2 separate regions of the Mus musculus genome follow, and region 2 is linked to region 1. A link is a contact called in public HiChIP or PLAC-seq data. All regions are on one chromosome and are shown on one strand. Each heading gives the region's core, a stretch centred on a gene start, on an enhancer-like site or on the middle of the called end of the contact. The rest is flanking DNA. Distances are from core to core; before and after follow the strand shown.

Region 1 (5,592 bases), core at 1,034-3,533:
GTGTCCTAGTTCACTCAGAAAAGCCTAATTTTCTTCCTGTTCATGCTCTATTAACTGCTCTGACAACTTCAGGTGATGAAGAGCCACCATTTGGCCAAGGGAGACAGCGGGACCCTGTCGGCAATGCACCTGCAGGGGGCAGCATCGGGCAGTGTAAGGCATTGCCAGGGCTCCCTGTACCATCAAGGTTGGTCTGGAGAAGCAGAAGCCAACTGACAAAAGGCCCCGTTTTATCCCAAGTGAGTCTAACACAAGGTCTCCAGGAAGACTGGGTGTTGTTTTTGTTTTGTTTTTAGGGAATCCCTGGCCTAGCCAGCCCAGCTGGGTTCCCCCAGAGCCTCACAGTAGAATGCTGTTGGCTTTCATTACAGCAGCTGACACCTAAGAAGAGAAAATTATCCATCTCCAGTCTCTCACCACGTTCCCAACCATGAGGTAGTGAGGTAATGGGGGAGCCCTTGACAGGGGAAAGATGGCAGCTTAGCATTTCCCCACTCAGCCCAGTGAGACACGGCCCCTAACAGTAAGAAGTGATTAATTTTTTTTTAAAGGCAAAGATGTGAAACTGGAAATGAGGCATACATTTTCACATGCTGTCTTTAAGAGGACATGATAGTTCTGTATCCCAAAAAGTCCACCACACCTGGCCAGACAAGATGATATTCTATGATTTGTGCATCTATTCATATGGGAGAACAAAGACAGGAAACGGTTAAAATCATCAAGATGGGCTGCCAGTGTAGATCTGTTGGTAACTGCTTGCTGAGCATGTACCACCCAAGAGTTCTCTCCCCAGCATGTGGTCACGTCCATAAACCCTAGCACTCCAGTAGAGGCAGGAGGATTAGAAACTGTCATCCACAGGGAACTGGAGAGATGGCTCAGTAGTTAAGAGCACTGGCTGCTTTTCCAGAGGACCTGAGTTCACTTCCCAGCACCCACAGGGCAGCTCACAGTTCCAGGGGACCCAACACCCTCAGAAACATAAAAGCAGGCAAAACATGAAATAAAAATAAAATAAAATAAAAAGTCATCCTCAATTTCTCAGCTAGTCCATGCCAATCTGGAAAACATTAGACACGCCCGTCCCCTCCCCCCCACTCCCCCAAAAAAGAAAAGAAAATATCATCAATATTTTCCCAGAATTCCAGCACACAGGATGATGAAAAGGACAAGGGTGAGAAGAGCGGAAGTCCAAGGATGACAATGGCTACCAAGGTAGCATCAAGGGACCAGCACAGACTGTGAACACAGACTTCCCTAAGAGCTTCAGGCCTCTGCCTGAGAAACTTGTGTCGCTCACTCTCCTTTTGACTTTGACTGGGGGAGGGGAACAGCCATGTCACGGTGACATCATCACCTTCCAAGAACCACTGATTCAGCTGCTGAGGCCCCAGGCTGGACTCACTTCCTCCAGCCAGAAGGCAGGGGGGGGGGGCAGGACTGTGGGCCTGTTCTCGTCAGTCCCCACCCCCACACAGTGCAGATCAGCTTCTTGCCCACAACCACGCCATGTGGGGCTGCCTGCCTTGTTCAGCAACCCCACCAGCAACCCCAGCTGACCAACCAAGGGTCCTGGGGAGAGGCAGAAATCTTTCTTTCCTCCTTGTGAACCAGGAGCTGGCTCACAGGGACAAGGCTGGGATGCAAGAAACGGGAAAGGGCTAAGCCAGATGAAGCCGAGGCTAGGAGAATACGTGTAAGAGCAGGCTAAGGCTGAGACAAACTGAAACCTTCAATTGTGACCACTTCACAGCCACAAGTTGGTCCAAATTGGATGTCACCTAGGGGTCGGCAGATATGGACCACTGTCTTCGCTAAAGAGTGAAAATATCTCCACAGCTGAACTAGACGCTCGAGAACAGAGCAAAAGGAGACCATCTTGCCTTAGTGAGAACTTCCTCCTGGCCGCTGCTGCTCCAGCTGAGTCCTAAGTGCCCTCCCCAAGCCGCTTCTCTATTATGACAACTCAAGGTAGAACCCGTCCACCCTACATCAGCATCTGCCTTGCCTTTGTGTTAAACTGAATGTTCTCACACTATCATCTGCTCTGATGAATAAGAAAACAAGCCCCGTGGGTAGTCCCGTGGTTTTATAGCATGGTGAAGCTCCTCTAGTTCTCACACAATCTGCCACATCTTAACCTTTTATTATATTGATGTTCTAAGTGCTAACCTAACCCTGGGCAAACATCTCCATCCTACAAACCAGAACACCATGATCTGAGAGGTGAAGGGAGTTGTCCAGGGCACCCAGCTGGTGAGTGGTAGAGCCACGCTCGAAGCCAGCTCCAAGAAGTGAGGTCTTTCCACATGGGTGCTCTGACTCAAAGCTAGATCCTCCTCTGCCTCTGAGTCAGCAAGTGTAAAATTAGAATTTCACTCGGCAGTCATCAAGTCTTAAGGTGAGGGTAAGTGGGTTGGGGACTTGAAGGTTGTCCAGATTTGTGACCAAAACAGATGCCCAAGTCTCCTACACAGCGTCCTGGCTTCTGCTTGGAGGTACCAAATCCAGGAAGTCTCCTGGTTCAGCATGTGCTAGCTTCAGATCAGTAGACAGCTTGCTAGAACTGGAGATTAAATGTCCCTATATGGTCCATGAACTGTCTCTGCTCTTGGGAGCCATAAAGGACTGGTGTCACCCCAAATGCCCTTTCTCCAGACTGCATTCTCAGGTCTCTCTATTTACTCCTCTGTGGATTTTTCTCACCGCTGTGTCTCTGTGTGAGGTCTGTTTTTGTCTGTTCAACCTCCAAGTGCGGCTCCAATGAGCTGTGATGAACTGAAGCAGCAGCACCACCTTCAGAAGCCAGCCAACCAGCTCACAGGAGAACCGGACCAGATCACACTCAGTATGCCGTGGGATTGTTTGACCTTATCGTGAATGAAAGCCCTTAAATGCCCGTCTCACATGCTGTCCCGGAGCCACATCCTCGCCTGCGGCTTGTCCAGCTGGGTTTGGGACACACATGACTTGTTCCCAGCGTGCAGACAATGCCTAACAAATGTTCCTGGCTGGCTAGCTGCTCCCTGTCACCAGACTCCTTGAGCTCAGCCCTATCTTCCCTCAGGACCCAGCTCTGGATCTCCACTTGGAAATGCTGCCAAGGGCTCCCCCTGGCCCAATAAGCTCATGACAGAGTCCTGACTCCTCACACCCAGCCTCCTTATGTATTTCCAGAGACCACTTGGAAAGTTTAGTCTGAGGCAAGCTACAGGAAAGCAAAGCCCTTTTCTCTGCTGAAGCACAATTTGCTTGTGTTTCCAAAGTGTTAGGCTGCTATGGAAAGACATGGAGGGAGTCACAGAGACCCATATGTGAAGTGGAGCATAGCCTCTCAACTTCCTACTTCCTGTGAAGGGCTGTTACTACCCCCTTGACATTCCACCCTGAGGCTCTGGGTAGCAGGTAGGGCCCATGGCACCTTCCTCCTCGTGTCTTCTGAGCCTCCTGCCAGGTTTTCCAGTCTTCTATCCTCGGGGCCTAAGCTCCTTTCTTCCTGAATTAACTCTTCTCAGTGCTGAGACTGAACGCTTTGCTTTATGCTCTCTCAAGTGCCCAAGCTGCACTTCTAGATAGAGACAAAGGATCTCCTTGAAAAATGGGAAGCCTTCTCTCTCTCTCTCTCTCTCTCTCTCTCTCTCTCTCTCTCTCTCTCTCTCTCTCTCAGCACCCAGGCTCTGAGAATATTAAGCATTCACTAGCTAGGGAGCGGGCAGGGTGGGAGGGGGGAATCAAGTTTGAAATGCAAAGCTGAGCAAGACGTCTTTGTTCTAGACTGTCTGGGGCTCTCCTGAAACCACAGCCAGCCCATTGAGTCAGTGAAGGAGGGGTAACTTGATTCCTGAGAGTGAAAACGGATTGTTTTCCTATCTCGGAAGTAATTTCACTTCTTTCGCATCGTTTCCCAAGGCAGAATCTCCAAGGGCTGGATGCTTTTGCCTCCTGCTCATCCATTCTTCCTTCTCACCCTTAGCCCCTCCACACAGCTGCATTCTTTTCTCTTCCAGACCTCTGCTTGTCTGCTCAGGAATGCGCTTCTAAGTTAGCTGTTGGGACTCGGGCTTTATTCGTTTGTCATCCCATCTTGTGGCACCAAGGTCACACTGCTGAAGTGTGCAGGCATCCCTGTGCTTTCTATCCGGGCATTCATTAGCATATGTGAATGCCAATGGATTTACAGTTCTTTTCGCTCTAGCTTCTTTGCTCTTCATCCTCTTACTATGGGTTCAGAAGTGGAGTGTTCCTTTGTGACAAGAGTCTAGCCCAGTCTAGCCCAGGCTGGCCACTTAAGAGAGATCAAGGATGATGCCTCTACTGTGGGCCTAAGATTCAAAGTGGCACTTGCCAGATGAGAAGAAACAGAGAAGGAAAGCATTCCAGACCCAGAGGGAGGCCAGAGCAGGAGGCCAGAGCCAGGCTCTGAGTAGGATGTCCTCAGCAGCAGGGCTCTGTGGGTGAGGACAGAGAAGGGAAGGGGAGGGTGGGAAGCAGCAGCAGAACAGGAGCTGGCTCCCACTCTCCAGGTGGGGGGTGGCAGGAACTGGGAGTGTCTCAAAGCTCAGCCTGGCTGCCATTGAAAGGTGGAACTGGGTAAGAGTAGGGAGAAAAGAAACCTGCTGGCGGAGGGGGAGTGGCACTTTGATTCCAGCAGAGGCAGAGGCAGAGGCAGAGGCAGAGGCAGAGGCAGAGGCAGAGGCAGAGGCAGAGGCAGAGGCAGAGGCAGAGGCAGAGGCAGAGGCAGAGGCAGAGGCAGAGGCAGAGGCAGAGGCAGAGGCAGAGGCAGAGGCAGAGGCAGAGGCAGAGGCAGAGGCAGAGGCAGAGGCAGAGGCAGAGGCAGAGGCAGGTGGATCAAGAGTTTGAGACCAGCATGGTCTACAGAGTGAGTTTCAGAAGAGCCAAGGCTACACAAAGAAACCTTGTCTTGAGAAAAACAAAACAAACAAATAAAATCAGCAACATCAAAAATTAGAAAGAGAGAGAGAGAGAGGGAGGGAGGGAGGGAGGGAGAGAGAGAGAGAGAGAGAGAGAGAGAGAGAGAGAAAGAAAGAAAGAAAGAAAGAAAGAAAGAAAGAAAGAAAGAAAGAAAGAAAGAAAGAAAGAAAGAAAGAAAAAGAGAGAAGGAAAAAAAAAGAAACAACCCATCCACCTGCCCCTCCTGTGTGGATGAGCATCGGAGATGGCGGGTACTGGGGAAGAAGACAGAAGGCAATGGGAGGGTGGATATACACTCTGAGGGGAGGAACGGTGTCTATGTGTAAGCATTATTATAGCATCATCGTCAGACTTTACATGAAGATTGGTGAGGGAGCGTTTACACTGTGGGTTCCAAACTGATCCTGGGGAGAAAAGGGTCCAGAAGTCCACAGAAGCCCTGGAAATGCTATGTTAGTGTGTCTTGTTGTACATCTGTGTGACTGTGTGTATGTGTGTGTGTGCTCATGAGGGCACATGTGAGGGCAGGCATATGTGTGTGTGTGTGTGTGTGTGTGTGTGTGTGTGTGTGTGTGTGTATACATGCATAGGAGTTGAAGGAAAGCCTGAAAGCTTCCAGAAAAATCCAACAGGGGTGGGGATGGAAAGAGGCAGAAG
Region 2 (5,592 bases), core at 1,575-4,074, 430 kb after region 1:
ATTAGGGGTTTGAGCTTGCACAAAATTACATTCCATATAAAACAGCTTCTGGCTCAAATTCATTAGAAACTCAATCCCACTATTTAGAAATATTATATGTACTAAGGATACTTTTAAATGGCTCTGTGTGTGTGTGTGTGTGTGTGTGTGTGAGAGAGAGAGAGAGAGAGAGAGAGAGGATTTAAGGTAAGAGCAGTGATAAAGATCTGAAGGCTCAAAGAGGATGAAGAAAAGGTTAAATCAGTGTTTTTCATTTAATCGGTGTTTATTGAACAACCACAAGGTAGAACCAAGACCAGGAGAGGTCAAAGGTGAATGATCCAGATTGTGTTGAGCAGATTACAGGAGGTTTCACAGAGCTAGAAGCCTAAGAAGGTTAGGAGGTGCTGGGTTCGCAGGGGGCGGTGGGAGAGCTCTGGAGAGATCACATCACTAGAGACCAGGTGGTGCCTGGTCTCTATTTTAAAAACTTTTAAATCTTAGAGGAAAAAAATCTTAAAAGGTTTTGCTTAATTGTGTTGTTTTAATTAAAGCACTCAGAATCCAAGCATGGTGGTGCATACCTGCACTTTCAGTCCTTGGGAGGTGGAGACAGGAGGACCAGTTCAAAGCCCACCTGGGCAACAGCAATCTCTAGCTCAAAAACTAAATCAAACCAAAACAGCAGAGAAAGTGCTCCTACACATCTTTGTCCACATCCCCTTGAGTTTCCTAATGGGCACAGACACCTTTATCCCTCAGACCCGCGTCCTGGGAAGAAGGTCCATTTGCAAACAGACCTGTTCTTTTTTTCAGGAGGGTAAGAAACAATAGAGCCCATTAAAAGTGATGCTCTTACCCTGTGGGAGATGATGCAAGCTAGGCATGAAGCCCAGAGACTGTTGCCAGGATACATGGCTGTCAGGTAGCAGAGGTCACAGGACCTCAGAAAGGGTTTCATAAATGACTAATTCGTTTTTGTTTTATTTTGTCCTTAATAAAGGATTGCCTCGGGTTCTCTAAGAGTTACTACACTTCAAATATTCGCACAGCACATTTGATATACGTTCTTCATATGGTCTCATCTAATTAGGGAGAGGCTGAGGGAGCAGAGGTCCAGACCCTTGCTGTACTCAGGGCATCTCTGAAGGACCACTCCAGCCCAAGAATGCTGCACAGGACCAGAGGCGACCCCTGATGCATTTGCAGCATAATTCAGCATCTTTCTCTGCCAGTCAAGTCACTTACACTTGTAGAGGTATTTATTGTCCCTGCTGGTGATCCCGATAACCTTCCTGCACGGATCAAAGAAAAATCAGAGCTAGATGGGTGTTACTCAGTAGTTAACGTAATGAGTAGAAGCAGCATTGTTTCAGACCTGTGCTCAATCCTGAATTGGGCAAAGACAAATGGGAACCTAGTGCCATGGAAGAAAGAAGGGCTTCAGTGAATAGGACATTATTAAGATGAACACAGGGTCTAGGTTAGGGGAATGTTGGCCAAATCGACTTGGCAGAATTGTTCTTTCAAAAATGTGTCATTGGTACAAGGCAGCTGCACACATGAACTCACAGCTTTGGGTCAGAGTGCACAAAACCAGGGGAAGTTCAAGCCAAAAGAAGTCCCGGCCTGGAGGGGGAAGTGAGCACAAAGTCTCAGCCTTTGCTGATTGTAATTGGTAATTCACTGCTGCCAATAGAGGGAGAGGGGATTTTTTTTTTACACATCTATTTTTTATTTCCATTAAAGCAATATTATCTGTATAAGATTTTGGTCCACTTGTTCTCCTGGTACTATTCAGGTTTGAATATTTCAATTTAGTTTCTTATATCTAACATAAGAACTAAGTATTTCACATGAGCAAATTAATATGATTTAAGTAGGTGTGCTCCTTACTATTTCTCATGTACAAACAGCCCATCTTTCTTTCTTCTTCCCATCTCAGTAGCTGTGCATCTCTTCTCTCACACCCAGCAACATAAGTGGAATTAGAGCATCAGTCACTATACTGAATAATCTCCAACTAATGTCAAATCTTCACATATTTGATCATTTAAGGGCGTGGCCTCTGGTAGGTTGAACACATTTCAGTGTGTAGCCACACACCCAAAAGTACACAGGCAACACAAATTGTACTTCATAGATTAAAAATCAGAGTAGTAAAGACACAGAGTTGGATGGGTAGGAGATGTGGGGTGGATCTGGAAGGAGCTGGGGAAGGAATGGGTATGAACAAAAATACAATGTCTGAACTTCTCAATAAATAATATTTTGTAAAAAGAAACCCATATACTGTTATGTGTGTATAATATGTGTGTGCCACTGTATGCACATGGAGGCCAGAGGAACAATAAGTGAAACAATAAGTTTTCTCCTTCCACCATGTGGGTGCTAGGAATTCAACAACAGGCTTAATGGCAAGTTGCCTTTATCTGCTGAGCCACCTTGATGGCCTTAATTTTTTTTTTTTTTTTTTGGTTTTTTGAGACAGGCTTTCTCTGTGTAGCCTGGCTGTCCAGGCTGGCCTCGAACTCAGAAATCTGCCGGCCTCTGCCTCCCAAGTGCTGGGATTAAAGGGTGTGCCACTACTGCCCGGCCTTTATTTTTAAAATGTATTATTAGAGTTTGTTTTCTTCAAACATGCAACAGAACTCTTGGTGTTGATACAGCTGAGTGATACAGACTTTCTGGGGAAGGACAACAGAGTCCGTAGTCCAAGCCACTTGAGAAGAGTGCCTAGAAGTGAGAATGGAGAGGCAAGGGGTTGGCTTCAGTAACCAAGGAAACAGGTTATGGGGTAAGCAAGGAAACTGTGGCTGTATCTTGGTGGCTGTGTCATCTGGTGGTCAGAATGCCTCTTTGTGGTTAAGCTTTCTTGAAGCTGTTCATAGGTTCTTCCTGTTATATCGAAAACTAAGGCACCATGAAGCTTTCTTAGTTGCCACGTACACACACAGAAGGAGTCTGTATCCCTAGTCCTGGCTTCATCAAAATATCACTCTCAGTCTGTTTTTTGTTGTTGTTGTTGTTTTTGTTTTTTATAAAACCCCATCCTCTGCCCTCTTCTGGTGTGTCTGAAGAGAGCAATGGTGTACTCAGATACATAAAATAAATAAAACCCCATCCTTCACCCTTTGTGAACATTTCTCCTTCTCCTCCTTCTCCCCTCCTTCCATCCTTCCCTCCTCCCTTCTTTGTCTATCTTCCTGCCTGTCTCTGTCTTCTGTTCTGTTCTGTTCTCCTCCCCTCTCTTTCTTTCTTTTTTTCTTCCTTTCTCCCTTCAGTTCTGGCTATCCCGGAACTCACTCTGTAGACCAGACTAGCTAGCCTCAAACTCACAGAGGCCCTCCTGTTTCTGCCTCCCAAGTGCAGAGATGAAAAGTGTATGCCACTCAGCCTGCCCCTGCTATGGGCTTTTCAAGAAGATCATGGGAGGAATTATCGTAACTAGGAAATCTGATCCAACATCATTTGGGAGAGGAAAAGGACCAACTTAGCCCTATGAATATGACATCCACCTCATAAATATTCACAAAAAAGTTCTTTAAAACCCAGCGTGTTGCTACACACCTCCCCCCACCAGCCCGCTCTGATTTCTCTCTGGGATATATGTATTACTTTGCCTTACTAAATAAAATTCTTTCCTAAATAAAGTCCTGCTGTAGCTATTGGTACGTATTGGTTGAATGGTTTCCTTGGAGGAGACAAGAACCATGGAGCCTTCTTCATGCAGTAAGACAAGAACCTACCAGACTTATTTAGAAGTCTTCTCTGTTATATGCAAATTTCTGCTTGTATGCTGGACACACACGTACACAAACACACACACACACACACACCACACTCAGACACATAAACACTCACACACATATACACACATGCCCATTTCTATCCTGATATCATTTTATTATGCTCTAAAATTACATTAATTCTAACAGAAGGAATCTAAATCTTGGAATTAGTTTTAAATGTTTTGAATTAAGTATATTTAATTTTCAAAACAGCAGAGTCATTAGTGAGAAGAAGATTTATCGATATGAGCTGGAGAGATGGCTCTGTGGATAAAATCCTTTCCATCAAAGGGTGAGGAACTAACTGACTTCAGATTTTCAGAATCCGTGTGAACGCTGGGCAGGTATGGCAGCCCACATGTAAGCCTTGTAAAAGATGTGTGCTAAAAGACTATTTTGTGAGTTTCTAGGCCATATAGGGCTAAATAGTGAAACTCTGTTTCAATGAAAAAAAAAAAACCCAAACCAAACAAACAAAAAATTAAATCTTAAAATGGAAAAATTAGGGACTGGTAGCTGCTATCGGCACCTGTTACCATGACAGATGACCTGAATTCAACCCCAGAATCCACACAGCGGAAGGAGAGAGTCAACTTCTGAAAGTTGTCCTCTGACCTCTGTACTTAAGTCATAGTATGTATGTGTGTACACCGTGCAACACAACAAACATAAATAATATAGTTGATTTTTATATCATCATCATTGATTGATTGATTGATTTAAGACAGCATCCTTTTACATGAATCAAGCTGACTTTAAACTCACAGAGATCCTCCTGCCTCTGTTGCTAAAGTCCAGGGATTAATGACATGTCCCACCATGCCCAGTATGGTAAAAGTAATTGAATTTTTGTTTTAATGTGGGGCTGGGGAGATTAGCTCAGTAAGGAAAGCACTCACGGCACAACAGGAGGACCAGAGTTCTGCTCTCAGTGTGGCAGCCTGTGGGAGGCAGGGACTCCCAGGGACTCCCAGGAGCAAGCTGCCTAGCAAGAATGGCCATATTGGCAAGCTCTGGGTTTGACTGAGAGATTCTGCTTCAAAGAATAAGGTGAAGAGCAAGTGAAGAAACCTCTTACTGTTGGCTTTGGGCCTGCACGTGTAAGTGTACACATTTGCTGGCTCACCTATGCCCGTACACACAGGCCCACACATGTAAACACACAGAGAAACATGCACACACCCCCACGGACACACGCAGAAAAGAATCTGAATGAATTCCAGTCTATTTACTTACATATTATGGGTTATAGTTGTGCTATGGACAACTGAATCACCGGCAACTGCAGCTTGGGGATGTAGAGACTGGGGATGGACGAGCAAGCAACAATGACCACAGGTCAAAGATGGGTTGTGATTATTATTTTTTTAAGATTAAAAATCCACAGGTATGGGCTGGAGAGAGATAATTTTAGGAAGGAAGATCAGAGTTACCAGAGAAATAAGAAGTTGATTAATAATAGACTAAGAGCCTTACTTTAATCTAACTTTGGGACATTTAGGGCTTAAACAATTGAAAATGTGTGTGTGTGTGTGTGTGTGTGTGTGTGTGTGTGTGTGCTCGAGCACACACGCCAGCATGCCGAGACACACATATAGAAGTCAGAGGACAGCCTTGGTTGTTGGTCCTCGATTGCCATCTTGTTTGGGACAGGGTCTCTTGCTAACCAGGATAGGTCAGGAACATGAAGAGATTCTGTGGTCTGTGCCTCCCATCTTTCTGTAACTGCACTGAGATTACAGGTCCATTCTACCTCTTACTTTCTGTGGGTTCTGAACGTAGGTCCTAGTACTTGTATAGCAAGTGTTTTACCCACTGAGCC

What was found. HiChIP or PLAC-seq counts read pairs in DNA pulled down with a chosen protein or histone mark.
Region 2: a BATF HiChIP or PLAC-seq map of CD8 T cells shows a contact between it and region 1, with 5 read pairs. The contact joins two enhancer-like sites. A contact is called at or near these places in 2 of 484 Hi-C or Micro-C datasets (the Ba/F3 cell line and myeloid progenitors) and 2 of 115 datasets of contacts at active chromatin or transcription factors (CD8 T cells and embryonic stem cells).

The regions. Positions count from the first base shown.
Region 1 is chr1:155,049,003-155,054,594 of GRCm38.p6, forward strand. All of the region lies in intron 2 of Gm41980 (a long non-coding RNA gene), which reads right to left. Among named protein-coding and RNA genes, the nearest start is that of Gm41979, 3.9 kb to the left of the region's middle. Within about 2 kb of position 2,284, at least 166 of the 459 cell types and tissues checked have an H3K27ac peak or open chromatin away from gene starts, as enhancers often do. A contact at or near this core is called in CD8 T cells, where this site is marked.
Region 2 is chr1:155,473,612-155,479,203 of GRCm38.p6, forward strand. No RefSeq gene overlaps it. Among named protein-coding and RNA genes, the nearest start is that of Gm31772, 27 kb to the left of the region's middle. Within about 2 kb of position 2,825, at least 31 of the 459 cell types and tissues checked have an H3K27ac peak or open chromatin away from gene starts, as enhancers often do. A contact at or near this core is called in CD8 T cells, where this site is marked.